2 separate regions of the Mus musculus genome follow, and region 1 is linked to region 2. Evidence: chromatin contacts called from public HiChIP or PLAC-seq data. All regions are on one chromosome and are shown on one strand. The core of a region is the stretch at or near the end of the contact, and the rest is flanking DNA. Distances in the headings are between cores, read along the strand shown.

Region 1 (6,468 bases), core at 2,039-4,538, 170 kb after region 2:
AATATAACACATATTCTTGGCAGGAAGGAAGAAGGGAGGGTGGTGAGAGGAAAGGAGGAAGGGACTTAAGGTTGGGGCACACCCCCCATATTTTCACTGGGGGATACCCGAGAGCAAGCCTGCATTTCCATAGTTATTGGGAACCTCTTCAGCACTGCGGTCCCCAAGGAGATTTCTCTCTAAGGGTTTCTCATGAAGCTTAGCCTGGAACAGCGCTTCCTAATCTTTTCTACTTCAATTATATGATACCACACATTTTAAGAAGCTGGGCCTTTGAATGCAAACCAAAGATGTTGCTTGGTTTAAAAACAAAACAAAAGAAAACAAAAAAGCTTACCTTTTGTTCTGGGGCTGAGGACAGACTTACTGAGAGTTGTGTGTATCTGTGTGACTTCAGGCTCACAGTGGTAAATGCCAAACAGAGATGGGCAATGAGAAACAGGACAAGTGGGCCTGAACAACCATCCCAGCGTTCCTGGGCCTGGCCACACCCGATTTGATGACATAGCCTCATCCTCCTGTCCCTCCATCCCAACCCCAACTCCTTTTATGGAGCTAGATAACGGTGAATTCTGTCTTCCGTGCCCCAATAAAACTTTACTGGACACCTGTCTGTGCCCTGTCTGTTGGAGTCCTCAGAGCTCTGTGGAGGCATAGAAAATAGAGACAAGTCTCTTACTGTGTAGAACTCCCTCTGACCTTCAGTCACGTGTGGCCTTTTGAGTTTGTCCTGAATTTAGGTGGTATTTTAGCACTTTTCTCTCATAGGCTGGCAGTTTTCTGCTGGTGTTGTGTAGAATACCCACATCATTTCTATTCTGATGATTTCACTGTGCTACAAAGGTGATTGACAATGTGGGCTATGAATTTCCTCTGGTGTCTATCACAGAGGCTGTGGAAATAATAGCAATGGTTGCTAAATTTTCAGCAAGCATCTTTTATTGTTGTTGTTATCATCATCATTATTATTATTATTAACTTAATGTTTTTGAAACCTCAATATAAAACAGACATAAGTGAGCTATCTTCTCTGACTTTCTTACCCACACTGGGCACCCTGGGGCTCCTTCAGGTGCCTGGGCCTTGGGCATGGGCATTCAGGCTGCTGCTGAGGGCAGTGGACCCTTCATCCTTATTGAGGCAAACATCACAGAGCACTTGATATGTATTATAGCCCCTCCCAAGCTCTGCAAATGCAGCAAAGTGGCAAGTCTGAGCCCAGTGTAAAGGATAGGTGGTTCAGATTGTGGGGAGCAGAGGAGGCCCTAAGTGAGCCAAGTCCCGAGTTCATGTCTCTTTCGATATGGGCACGACCATGTTTAGAACTCCAAAGCTTTGGACCCATGCATTCATCGAATGCAGTTCCTCACATGGGCCAGGTTCAAGAGGGGTGGTGAAGCTCTCCTCGGGGAGTTCAGGTATGCGTGTTTATAGACAATAAAGCAATGTGAGCAAACACTAGCAACTGGAGCTTCCTCCTCTCCACCAAGGTTCTGGGGTGCTCCTAAGAACCACCTGATCCCAACTTTACTGCACATGTGTCTGGATACCTGTTCTTTTCCATTCCCTTGAGGTCTCAGCTTCCAGGACCCAAACTGCATAGAGCTAGGTACCAGATGAGACACATACCAACATCAACCAGAGCCCATGCCCAGCAAGGTGGTGTTGTAAGCACATCAAAGCCATGGGCCTGAGAGATGGAGACTTGACCAGGGGCTAGAGTGGCTGGGGCAGGGGACAGGGGAGCTGGGGCAAGAGCAGGGTTTCACTGACCTTCCACAAAAGGAGAAAATGAACTCTGAGGTGTGTGATGTGAAAGACAGAGCCAACATGGGAGGGAGGGAGAACGTGAACCACAAGGGATCCAATGCTTTTCAAGAGACAAATCAACAATTTAACCAAGGCGGGAGTGGGGGTGGGGGTTTCCACGAGGAGGAGAAAGAAAAACAAGAAGCAATAATGAGGTGCCAAGCTGCTGAGCTGCTATGTCTGGCGTGAGCCTACACAGAAGCCTATAGTCAGCCAGGGAGCATGGGTGGCTTGTCTGAGGCTCGCCCTCTTCCCAAAGGGTCACAAGCTCTGGGCCTGCTGACGGTAAAGCTACATTATCTTCCATTTATTCACCAGGCATCAAGAAGCATGGTGACTCATCTGAAGTCACTCATCGGAAGACTCCATGGGCTCTGACTCATAAGGCCTTCCCGCAAGAGTCCTCTCTGGGCAAGGATGTGTGATCGCCAAGCAGATGAGCAGTCTCCTGACCAGGCTGGGGCCTCTTGAGATTTTTCTCTGGATACCCACACTCATAAAAGAAAGAACCACAACCATGGCCACCATGCCGGCATCCTGTGATTCTTTTGTGCCCAAAGAATGCTGGTCTTGTAGTCTAGCCGCTCCTAAACTATCAACACACACACACACACACGCACACACACACACACACACACACACACATACACACACACACACATGTACACGCACAGTCACCTGTAGCAGGAATGTGCATCAATACTGAGCAGGGGACCTGCAGGGGGCAGGGCTGTGTGTGAAAAGCAGAAGATGACAGCATGTCCTTTTCAGACACCATGACAGTAACATATTTGGGCTAGCCTGCTGCCCCTGACTTTGTTCAGCGACTGTCTGGAGTAAAATGGAGTCTCTTCATGGGAACCGACGGTAGCCTTTTTCCGTTACCCAGAACTCAGCTGCCAGCACCTGTGTATCTCTGCCACTATTGCTTGGGTACACACACCAACATAAAAGCAAACAGGACCTTGGGTTTGATGTCATAGGCGATTCACCAAGCTGAATAAGTGGGGATAAGTACAAGGAAACACTCAAACAGATGCTGCCCTCAAGCGAGACTGTTTGTAGTTGAAAGGACCCTACTCTCTTCTTCCCTTGATCCTTCTAAGACTCTGGAGTTGACCGGCTGGGTGGGGGTGATCCTTCTAAGAGTCTGGGGACATGAGAAAGCACGTTAGTTGTCTGGCTGGGTGGGGGTGGAAAAAGCCACCTGGAGCCTGAACAAAGCAGAGGGTGGTCTCTTCTCAGATCCTCAGGTCCCAAAGGCTGGGTGATTTCAAAAAACTACACGATGGGTCAGAAAAAGGGCAGAGAGAGCAGGAACTTCCAGGTGAGGCATCCTACGGCCATGAAGGAGTCTAATCCAGCCAAAAGGCTGAATTAACCTCCCAGCCCCATCTCCGAATTCCCAGACGTCAGATATGGAGGCTCTTGCTGAGGCCCTGCATTCCCCAGCCTGGTAGTCAGGAATGCTTGGGAGCTGTATGGCAGCTGGTGACTCAGACCTGATGGGAAGGCCAGATCCCCTCCCTGGGGTCACTGTGACACTCAGCCTTGAGCTCCAAAGGAACTCTTTCAAGAAGCCCTGGGCTGGCAGCCTCTTTCCCATGATAAACATACCACGGTCTCTCTGATGTTTGTCAGTCCAGATAGTCTTTCTAACTAAAACAAAACAAAGCACGAAAATCAACAACGGCAAAAATGACCCACAGCATCTTAGGTATAATCCGCCTTCCTTAGTCTCAGGTCTGCATTCCTGGATTCAGTCAACAAAGTATCAAAGATATTCAAAATGTGCTGAGAGTCTGGTCTGCAGTTGGCGCGGTGCAACAGAACAAGCATAATGCACCCAGCCCCAGCCTCTCCGGATGTGTGCTTGTCGGGCCTTCAGTCCCTGGCTGCCCCAGTTCCTCCAATCCCTGAAGCTGTGCAGAGACCACAATGTGTCAGTGTCACTAAATGTGTGCTGCTCAGAGGCTGGGCACGTAGTTCAGTGATAAAGTGTTTAGCGTGCTTTCATTCTCATTTTAAAATACTATGTGTGCACTATGTCTATGTGGGTATGCATACGAATATTGTGTCAATGGAGGACGTAGGTACTTTACTTGATACCTATAGAGCTGGGGTCATAGGCAGATGTGGCTGCTGGGAACCAGACTCAAGTTAGACTTTGATTTTAATCCCCAACACACGCACACACACAAGTAGAACTAACTCGCTGTTCTTCTGAGTACTGTGTGCTGGACAGTATACCCCTGCCTTCCAGGAGAGAAGATCAGAAAATCAGTGTGTGAAGCACAGTGGCTCAAGAGGGTGTGGTCCTCACCCCTTTTCACTGTTGCATCTATAGTATTTAGACCAGTCACCTACTGAGTGCAGTGACAGAGTTAGCCATGGTGGCAGCATTGGGGAGGAGCACCCAGGACACTAAAGATACCCATGCCAGGCTCCTTCCTGAAGAGGCTTGTGTTGAATATAGAAAACTACGCAGGAGTTGATCCTGGAGGAAACAAGGAAAGGTGGGATGGGAACAGGGCAGGGTGACGAGGTGGGAATGGTGACAGATTTAGTGTGCCAGGCTAAGCAGCCTGGATCCATCCCGGGGATGACTGAGAGTCTGAAGGGTTGTCACATTGGAGTATCATGGCCGAACCTTGTTTTGGAGACATCCCTGTACATTCAGGGTTCAGCAGGGACTGTCAACACCCTGTAGGTGTTAATATTGATCGATTGAGTGGGTGTTGTATGTTGTCTCCTCAGTAGAGTTACTCTTCTCCGTCTTGTCTGCCCTGTGCTCTTTGGAAGGAAGCCACTGGGCACTGGCCATCTTGACGGGGCAGGGGTTGTGTTCTGCCTCCTCGGGAGAAGATACTCAGAGTTTTGAATCTCACCCTGCGTTCGTTGCAAGAAATCATCTCTTCAGCTTTCTTTTAGACAGTCTTTCCAAAACACATAGGCCCATCAAGCATGGGGCCTGATTCTAAGACAACTTTAATGCGACTTAACATTTCTGAATTTTATCTACTGGGGCTGGAGAGATGATGATGCAGTGGTTAAACGTGCTGGCTACTCTTCCAGAAGACCCAGGTTTAATGCCCAGCAGCCACATAGCAACTCATAGCCATCTGTGATTCCAGCTCCAGGGGACTCAACCCTCTCTTCTGGCCTCTGTAGGCATCAGGCATTCATGTGGCGCACAGATATACGTGCAGGCAAACCACCCATACATATAAAAATATATTTTTAAAATATTTAAATGTATCTAAGTGTGCATACTACTAAAGGACTACGAGGCAAAATTGTAGCATGCAGGTCAGGTGAGTCCACTTCTGGTCTGGAGGCTTCCTTGAAGCAAGCCTGAGTGGATGTCTTCCAGGATGCCTCCCTGGCAAAAACTCAGGCTTGTGTGTCTTGTGATAGTGCCTAGGATGTGGCTGACTTAACCACACAATCAGGAGGAAGTGGCCCTCACCTCCCCCCCAAAAAAGGTATCAGAGGAAGTATTTGAGGAGTAGTGTTAGAGAGATGTCTTTCTGTCTAACACAACGTCCTTCCTTGTTCCCCAAAGAGCATTCATTTGCACCCACCAAACTTGGCTTTGCAAAGACGGCTCAATGAGAACAAGCAGCGCATGCCTACAACGAGGAGCCAGAGTCCCACACTACGACAGTGGGAAAGAGGCCTGTTCTTATTAAAAACTGGAACTCCAACAAGAATAACTGTCTTGGCAGTCACGAAACACACTACTTATATTGTTGTGTAATAAAATTTTATAATGTTAATTAAAAAAAAAAGTCATTGCACCCTGATAAGAACCTGCCTTCCCTCCCCCCCCCCATTTCAATTTTCCACAGTGGCTGTGTCTCCCTGCTCCCACGATCCCCTGCCTCTTCACAATTAAACTGTTTTTCTCCATCACGTTCTCCTCCTTATTGCCTGGACTTTGAAGTCCAATGTCATGTAAACATTAACTTGCTTCTTAGATAAACCCGCAAAGAGCAAGCTGTGATCTGAGCATCGAACTCACATTTCCCACGAGCTCCCCAGGAGTCTGATTTCTCTCCCAGTGTGTCCCAGCATCACAGGAGTTATGTGGAAACCGTCTTCCCTTATTTGTTATGGAAGTGTTTGGCAAAGAATAGCGACTAGAGATGATTTATCGTGGTAACACCCACCATTTCCTTTTAAATGTAGTCAAGGCCCAAACCATTGTTGATTTAAAGAGAAAGCATGCTAAATAGCAGTCCAAAAGGTTAAGGAAGATGGGGGTTGGGGGGCGGGGGAGAGGAGGAAAGGCCCATTGGCTGAAGTGTGAGATGCATACGTGACAGACTGAACATTAGAACTTCAGGCTTCCTTTCTGGACTAACCCCTGCCATGTAAGGTGGTGCAGGGGTCCCCTCTGCTGGTCCTGAGCCAGAGACTACCTGTTTCACCAACAAACATTTGCTTGTTTGTTTTTTATACACTTGTGGGGATCATGAGTCCAAATTCCCGTGGTGAACTTTTCAATTCACCTTAACGTGCACATGCTTCGTCGGTGTAATCGATGGGAGACCGATAACAAAGGATGGGTTTTTCCTTCCGAATTCCCTACAAAGATGTTTTCAGACTTTGCCATACATTATTTTGATGGCCTCTCCCAACCTGGTAGTTTGAAAT
Region 2 (6,029 bases), core at 3,189-5,688:
AACTGTCCAAACTGAAGTTCTCAATGCTTTCACGACAAGCACTTCACTGACTGACCTATCATGGCTGGGGAAGTTAGTGGCTACTGGAAAGGGGAAATCATTTTCCTCAGTGGTGTAGCCATTTGTTTGTTGCCCATGCCCCAGTGCATCATGCTCCACCTACCCGTATGCAAGCAGCCCTAATTAAACTCAGTGGGTCCCATACATACCCACAAACACATGAGAGCAGGAGAGCTTGCTAGAAGGAATTCAGAGAGTGTGCATGGGAATCAGATGAGGGAGGGTAACGGAGTGGGTACGAGTTACAAACAAAACATTTACGTATGGAATTTTCAGAGAAAGAATTAAACATAAAACCTATCACCTATCCCCCAGAAATTTCCCTGTACCCTCTGCAATCACCCTTCAGACAGCCAGTCAACTGGGGAAAGTTCTATCATTACAGATTATGTCCTAATAGTGACAAAAATGGTTTTAAACTGTATTTTCCTGGTGGCTCATGGAACTGGATCTCTTTCCATGTGTCTTGGAGATACTTGTATATCTTCCTTTATGAAATATCTGAATCTTCTTAAAATTTAAAATCCTTAATTATTAAGCACTTGCTCTGATTTAGAGATATTTAGAAGCAAAATCTCTTAAATCTTTTTACAATTCTAAAGTATTTCCTGTTTTATAATTCAGAGTTATAAAAACTGAAGAAAAAATTCCAAAGGTGGAAAAAGTTAGAAAGACCTACAATGTAGATACTTCCAATTTAATGGTTGATCAAAATTTAGACAAGTATTAAGAACGTTATAATAAAATCAAGTTGAAGAAGGATTATTTTTGCCCTATTCTAGAAAGTAAGATTGGAGGCATTCAGAATGCAAGAATTATCTAGTTTAGCTAGCTATACCCTTACGATCTAAGGCAGTGACACAGCTAGCTTGAAATTATCTTTCAAATGATTTTCTTTTTAAAGGTGGAAAGAAATAAAGAAAACTGGTTTCATCATTTTTCCACTATACAAACGTTCAGAAAGGTTAAGGGTTATTTTCTCATATATGGCTAGATATTACAAACTATAAGTACTCAATTTATGGACTCAATTTACAAAATTACTATTGAATTTTGTAATCACTGATTACCTTGTGATATAAAATTGTAACAAACTGAAATTTAAATATTTTCAGGTCTCAAATCCCAGCTGTGCTTTTACCTTCCTTCATTATATGACACATCATGCAGCCTTCCCGTGACATTTCATCATTCATAAACAAAGAAAAAGGCCATCTGTGACTCTGAATGCACAAGTGTGAAAAATAATTAAGATTCTAAATATGGGCATAAGGCTTGTGACAAAATCTTTGAAATTCATTACTCTCAATATTTTTGGGCTACTAAGGCACCTTTAGTTGTTTGTTTTGTTTTTAATTATGTACTATTCTCATTTTTTGAGGAGGGCGCTCATGTGAAGTCAGAGAGCAACCTGTGGGAGTTGGTCCTCTCTTTCCACCATGTGGGCTCTGGGTACTGACCTCAAGTTTCAAGCTTGACAGCTGGTTCCTTCACCCACTGACGGAGCCACTACAAGGGTTACTTTTAGTTCTATATAGTTTTCTTATGAAGAGATCAAAATTGTAAGAACCCAATGACAAAGAGCTATGCAGAGGGGCCTGCCTACACCACCAATATGTGAGGCTGAAGTAGGAGTAAGAGTTCAATGCCAACCTGGGCTACAAGGCTAGACCCCGCATAGAGAAGAGGAAAGGAAAAGGGAAGGAAGGGCAGAGGAGAAAAGACAAAGAAAGAACAGGAAAGAGACACAGGCAAATGTCACAGGAAAACACAGGCAAGTGTGTGGGAGAGGGTAACAAGGTACCATAGCATCCTCCAGAATCCAATGGGATAAAATACAGTTCGACAACTGTTTCATTCACCATGCTTGTCCCAACAAGTCCCAGAATCCTCCATGCTTTGTCTCTGAAGACTTTCTTTCAGCAGTTTGGTGGTGGTTTGGTTTGGTTTGGTTCGGTTCTTTTTTTTTTTAAAGATAGACTCTCCTTATGTAGCCCGACTGGCCTGGGACTTGCTATGTGAACCAGTCTGGCCTCAACCTCAGCAGAGACCTGACCAGCTCTGCCTCACAAATGCTGGGATTTAAAGCCTGTATCATGACACCTGGTTTTAGCACAGTTCTATATCAAAATTACAAACACAAACACTGCTACAAGGCAGAGGAGGCAAAGAATTTGCTGTATGCAGTACTTTCAAAGAATAATTACACTTTCACAGATAAAAACAATCCAAGAGCTTATTCCCTGATAATCCATTAGTAAGTAACTTGTATCTATGCAGATGCGGAGAAAGGGTGTGTTTGTGTAGCCCAGAGGTTAACATCCATCACCTTTCTCAATCATTTTCTACCTTATTCTTTGAGACAGGACTCTTGTTAAACGGTTTGTCTACACTGGCTGGCCAGCAGGTTCCTGGGACCCTCCTCCCTCCATGTCCCCAGCACTGGGAACTATATGGGAGCCACTGTACCTGGCTTTCTTACATAGGTACTGGGGATGTAACACTTGACCTCCTATTTGTGCAGCAAGTACTTTACCAAGAAAGCCATCGACCTCTCTAGCTTCAACTTGTGTGAACTTTGAGCTAATATGTTCTCTGGAGAAGTAAAAATGATGTGCTTTGAGGAAAGCTCAAACAAATAGGCACTATTTAGCCTAGAGAGCACATTGAACGCTTATAATAGTTGTTTTCAAACATTTAATGCTGTCACATAAAAGATGGACTAAAATTGTTCCCCAGAAATCTAAGGGACAGAGCTAGGACAACTAAGAAAAACTACTTCCTAAGGCAATGAAAGGCCACATGAGAGAGCAAGCACTTCACTGGGGTCACTCTTAGAGACATGAGTGAACAGAACCCAGAACTGAGCAAGCGCTGGGCACGTGACTGGATGTCACTTTAATAATCACTAACCAATTAAACATAAGCACTTTCTGAGTCAGAAGAGTTCAAAGACCAAGCAGCCTACTTAGGAGGTGTGAACTTCTTGGTGACTGAACCATTATGAAGTAGATGCCCCATGACCACTTCCCAGAACTACTGCTAAGGAGATCAATGTTGTCAGTGCAGCTTACTGACATTCAAGGCCTCTTTAAATGCTTACATTCTATAAATCTAAAAAATAAATTCATAATAGAATACAAAACCTTTAAATAAAAAATATTAGCTTCAATATCAAGAAACTCAATTTGTTGATAAAAATCTGGAAAATACATAAAACCATGAATATACATCAAATGAATAATTTCTAATTTTTCTACCAACCTTAAAGACTTTTCAACAACCTGGGTGCGATAAACTTCTTCCTGGTCCAAATTTATAGTGCAGAAACAATCGCGCATTTTGTTGGGTCCAAGATATGGCAATAAATTTTTTGCTTCATCTGTTGACACAAAAGTTTAAATTGATGTTAAATTTTTTATTTACATCACCCAAAGCTTATAAATGAATTCAGTCTGGAAGAAGGCATAATATGGAGTACAGGGAAAAAAAGCAACTTGTGCTCAGAGAGGTCAGGGGGTCTAAAGGAGACTAGTGAAGACTGGGGGATGAGCTAAAAGGTGGTGAACTTTCCTGAGAAGTCTATAAAAATGAGTATTTTTTATTACAAGAAAAAACCTAAGTGTTTAAAAGTAAAAAGACCAGAGGAGCTATGTATAGACACATCACTGCATCCTTCCTCTATGAAAGGGCAGTTTCTCTCCCTCCTGTCTCACCAGAACCATCTCAAGAATTTTCCTGCAATGAATCTCTCCTGAGTCAGCATTAATTTCCCTTCTACCGTTTGCTCTCAGCAGCATATAAACAACACTCCACAATTAAGACAAACAAAAGCAGCAGACCGTTATCCTCGGTCCGGCTTCTCTCCCGTGCCACACCTCCACTTCCAGACTCCTCTGTCAAAGGAGAATTTCTTCTAAGTACTGCCCCTCACTTGCTCACTTCCCATTCACGCTGTGATCCTCTCTAATCAGCTTCCGGTTCCAAAGTGACAATGAAACTGCTTAGTCAAGGCCACCAATGTCAAAGGATGTTGGCTCACCCATGTCCAATGTATTCTTACTACATCCACACCTTTGCAGCATCTAACAGAGTGGACATGTAACAAGCTCCCTGTTCCTGGATTCCACAGCACACGGTTTCTGGCCTTTCTCCTATGTCTTCCACTCATCTCCTCATCGAAATGCTGTAACTGCCTCAGGGCTCTGTTCTAGACCATCCCTTCCTTTTTCTATAAACTACTGCAGTACACACTGTTAATGCTAGGAGCTCCCAGTTCTGTGTTTGCAGGCCTGACCTTCCCTCATTCATACCACTAGATATCTGGCAGGTATCTCATATTTAGCAAGTCCCCAAAACCAATCTTATTTCCTCTTCTATAAGCTCTTCCCTTGGTCTACCACCACTTCCTTCTCACTTATCGTCTTCCTGCCTCTCCCTCACACAATCCAGCTCATTAGCACATCCAGAAGATCTTCAAAAAGACAACATCTAAAACCCAGCTACGTCTCCCCTTCACTAGAATCACCCAAACAGGATCACTGCAGAGGAGCATGGCAGTATCTTCTGTTTCTGCTACTCTTCACCAACCTGTTCTTCACCAGGAGATGTGATCTTTTCTCTCCTTTCCCATGCTGGGGATCAGACCCAAGCCGTCTGCATGAATGCAGAGTAGACGAATGCTCTATTGCTGAGCCATAATCCAGACCAAGCATGATCTTCTCATAAGATTGAACTCAGTCACTTCTCAGCTCATCCCACTTGTCTGAGAATAAAGTCTAATCTCTAAATCACACTCTGCATGACCCTAAGTATCCCTTCTGACTCCTTCTTTTGTTCTTCCCTTGGTTCACTTTTCTCCATTCATCAGCCATGTCAAGTTTATTATCAAGTTTATTTCTTCCCGGATCTCTCTACTCTTTACACGGCTGGGACATTCTTATCATTCAGTCCTGACCTCAAATGACACTTGACCTTTTCCCTAATTAGTCTTAGGTTTGGTTTCCTTGAGAGAATTTGTAATGGGCTGAACTTCTGTTAAGGGTTTCTGCAGCTCCTGTACAAGGTCTGAGAACTTGCTAATGCCCAAGATCTAAAACAGGAAAACTCTGGTGATATGTTTGTTGAAGGAATAAAGAACCCAGCAAGTCAAGCTTTGAAGGTCTCATGAGCTATTTGTGTACCAAAAGGACGACACCCAAGTGTCTACTTGATGTGTATACTGAAATCCCATACCAATGTACAAATCTAAGACAGTGAGGAAGGGGCCAGTAAGAAGCCTAAGTGGGTGGGAACATTTGTGTGCAATCCTGACTAGCTGGAAGCTGGAGTGCACATAATGTTTCCAGTGTTTCTACAGTAAGACGATGGGAGGTGACACAGGAGACCCACCCAGAAGCTCTGGCGTCAACAAGATAAAACCTGCAGCCAGGTAGTAGTGGTACATGCCTTTAATCCCAGCACTCAGGAGACAAAGACAGGTAGATCTCTGTGAGACTGAGGCCAGGCTGGTCTACAGAGTGAGTTCCAAGACAACCAAAGCTATTCAGAGAAACTATCTTAAGGGAAAACAAAACAACAAAACAAAACAAACAGGGAGAGAGAAACCACATTTCAAAAACAAAATGAACTGGCTGGAATGGTGGTCATGCCTGTGATACCAGCCACTGGAGTCAGAGGCAGGAGGATCCCTGTGAGTTTGAGGTTCTCTCCCCTGTCCCTCCTCTCTCCCTACATAGGACCTTGCTTAACAATTCTATTTTCACTGCTGTCAAACTTCTTCAGAATTTCCTTTGCCTCTGAATAACACAATGGATTTGTTTTAAAACCAAAGTTTATAGAGTCCATAATACACCACCTAGTTACATACATACATACATACATACATATATATATATATATATATATATATATACATACATACACATATGACTACAATAAATACGCTCCATATGTAAAAGAGAGTTTAG

Evidence for each region. HiChIP or PLAC-seq counts read pairs in DNA pulled down with a chosen protein or histone mark.
Region 1: a contact with region 2 is called in a BATF HiChIP or PLAC-seq map of CD8 T cells, with 5 read pairs. The contact joins two enhancer-like sites. A contact is called at or near these places in 4 of 115 datasets of contacts at active chromatin or transcription factors (CD8 T cells, bone marrow-derived macrophages, effector CD8 T cells and 1 more).

The regions. Positions count from the first base shown.
Region 1 is chr9:96,780,158-96,786,625 of GRCm38.p6, forward strand. No RefSeq gene overlaps it. Among named protein-coding and RNA genes, the nearest start is that of C430002N11Rik, 18 kb to the left of the region's middle. Within about 2 kb of position 3,289, at least 128 of the 459 cell types and tissues checked have an H3K27ac peak or open chromatin away from gene starts, as enhancers often do. A contact at or near this core is called in CD8 T cells and bone marrow-derived macrophages, where this site is marked.
Region 2 is chr9:96,608,058-96,614,086 of GRCm38.p6, forward strand. Rasa2 (RAS p21 protein activator 2) reads right to left here. Exons shown (of 24, transcript NM_053268.2): 2 at 3,325-3,442. Among named protein-coding and RNA genes, the nearest start is that of Rasa2, 20 kb to the right of the region's middle. Within about 2 kb of position 4,439, at least 50 of the 459 cell types and tissues checked have an H3K27ac peak or open chromatin away from gene starts, as enhancers often do. A contact at or near this core is called in CD8 T cells and bone marrow-derived macrophages, where this site is marked.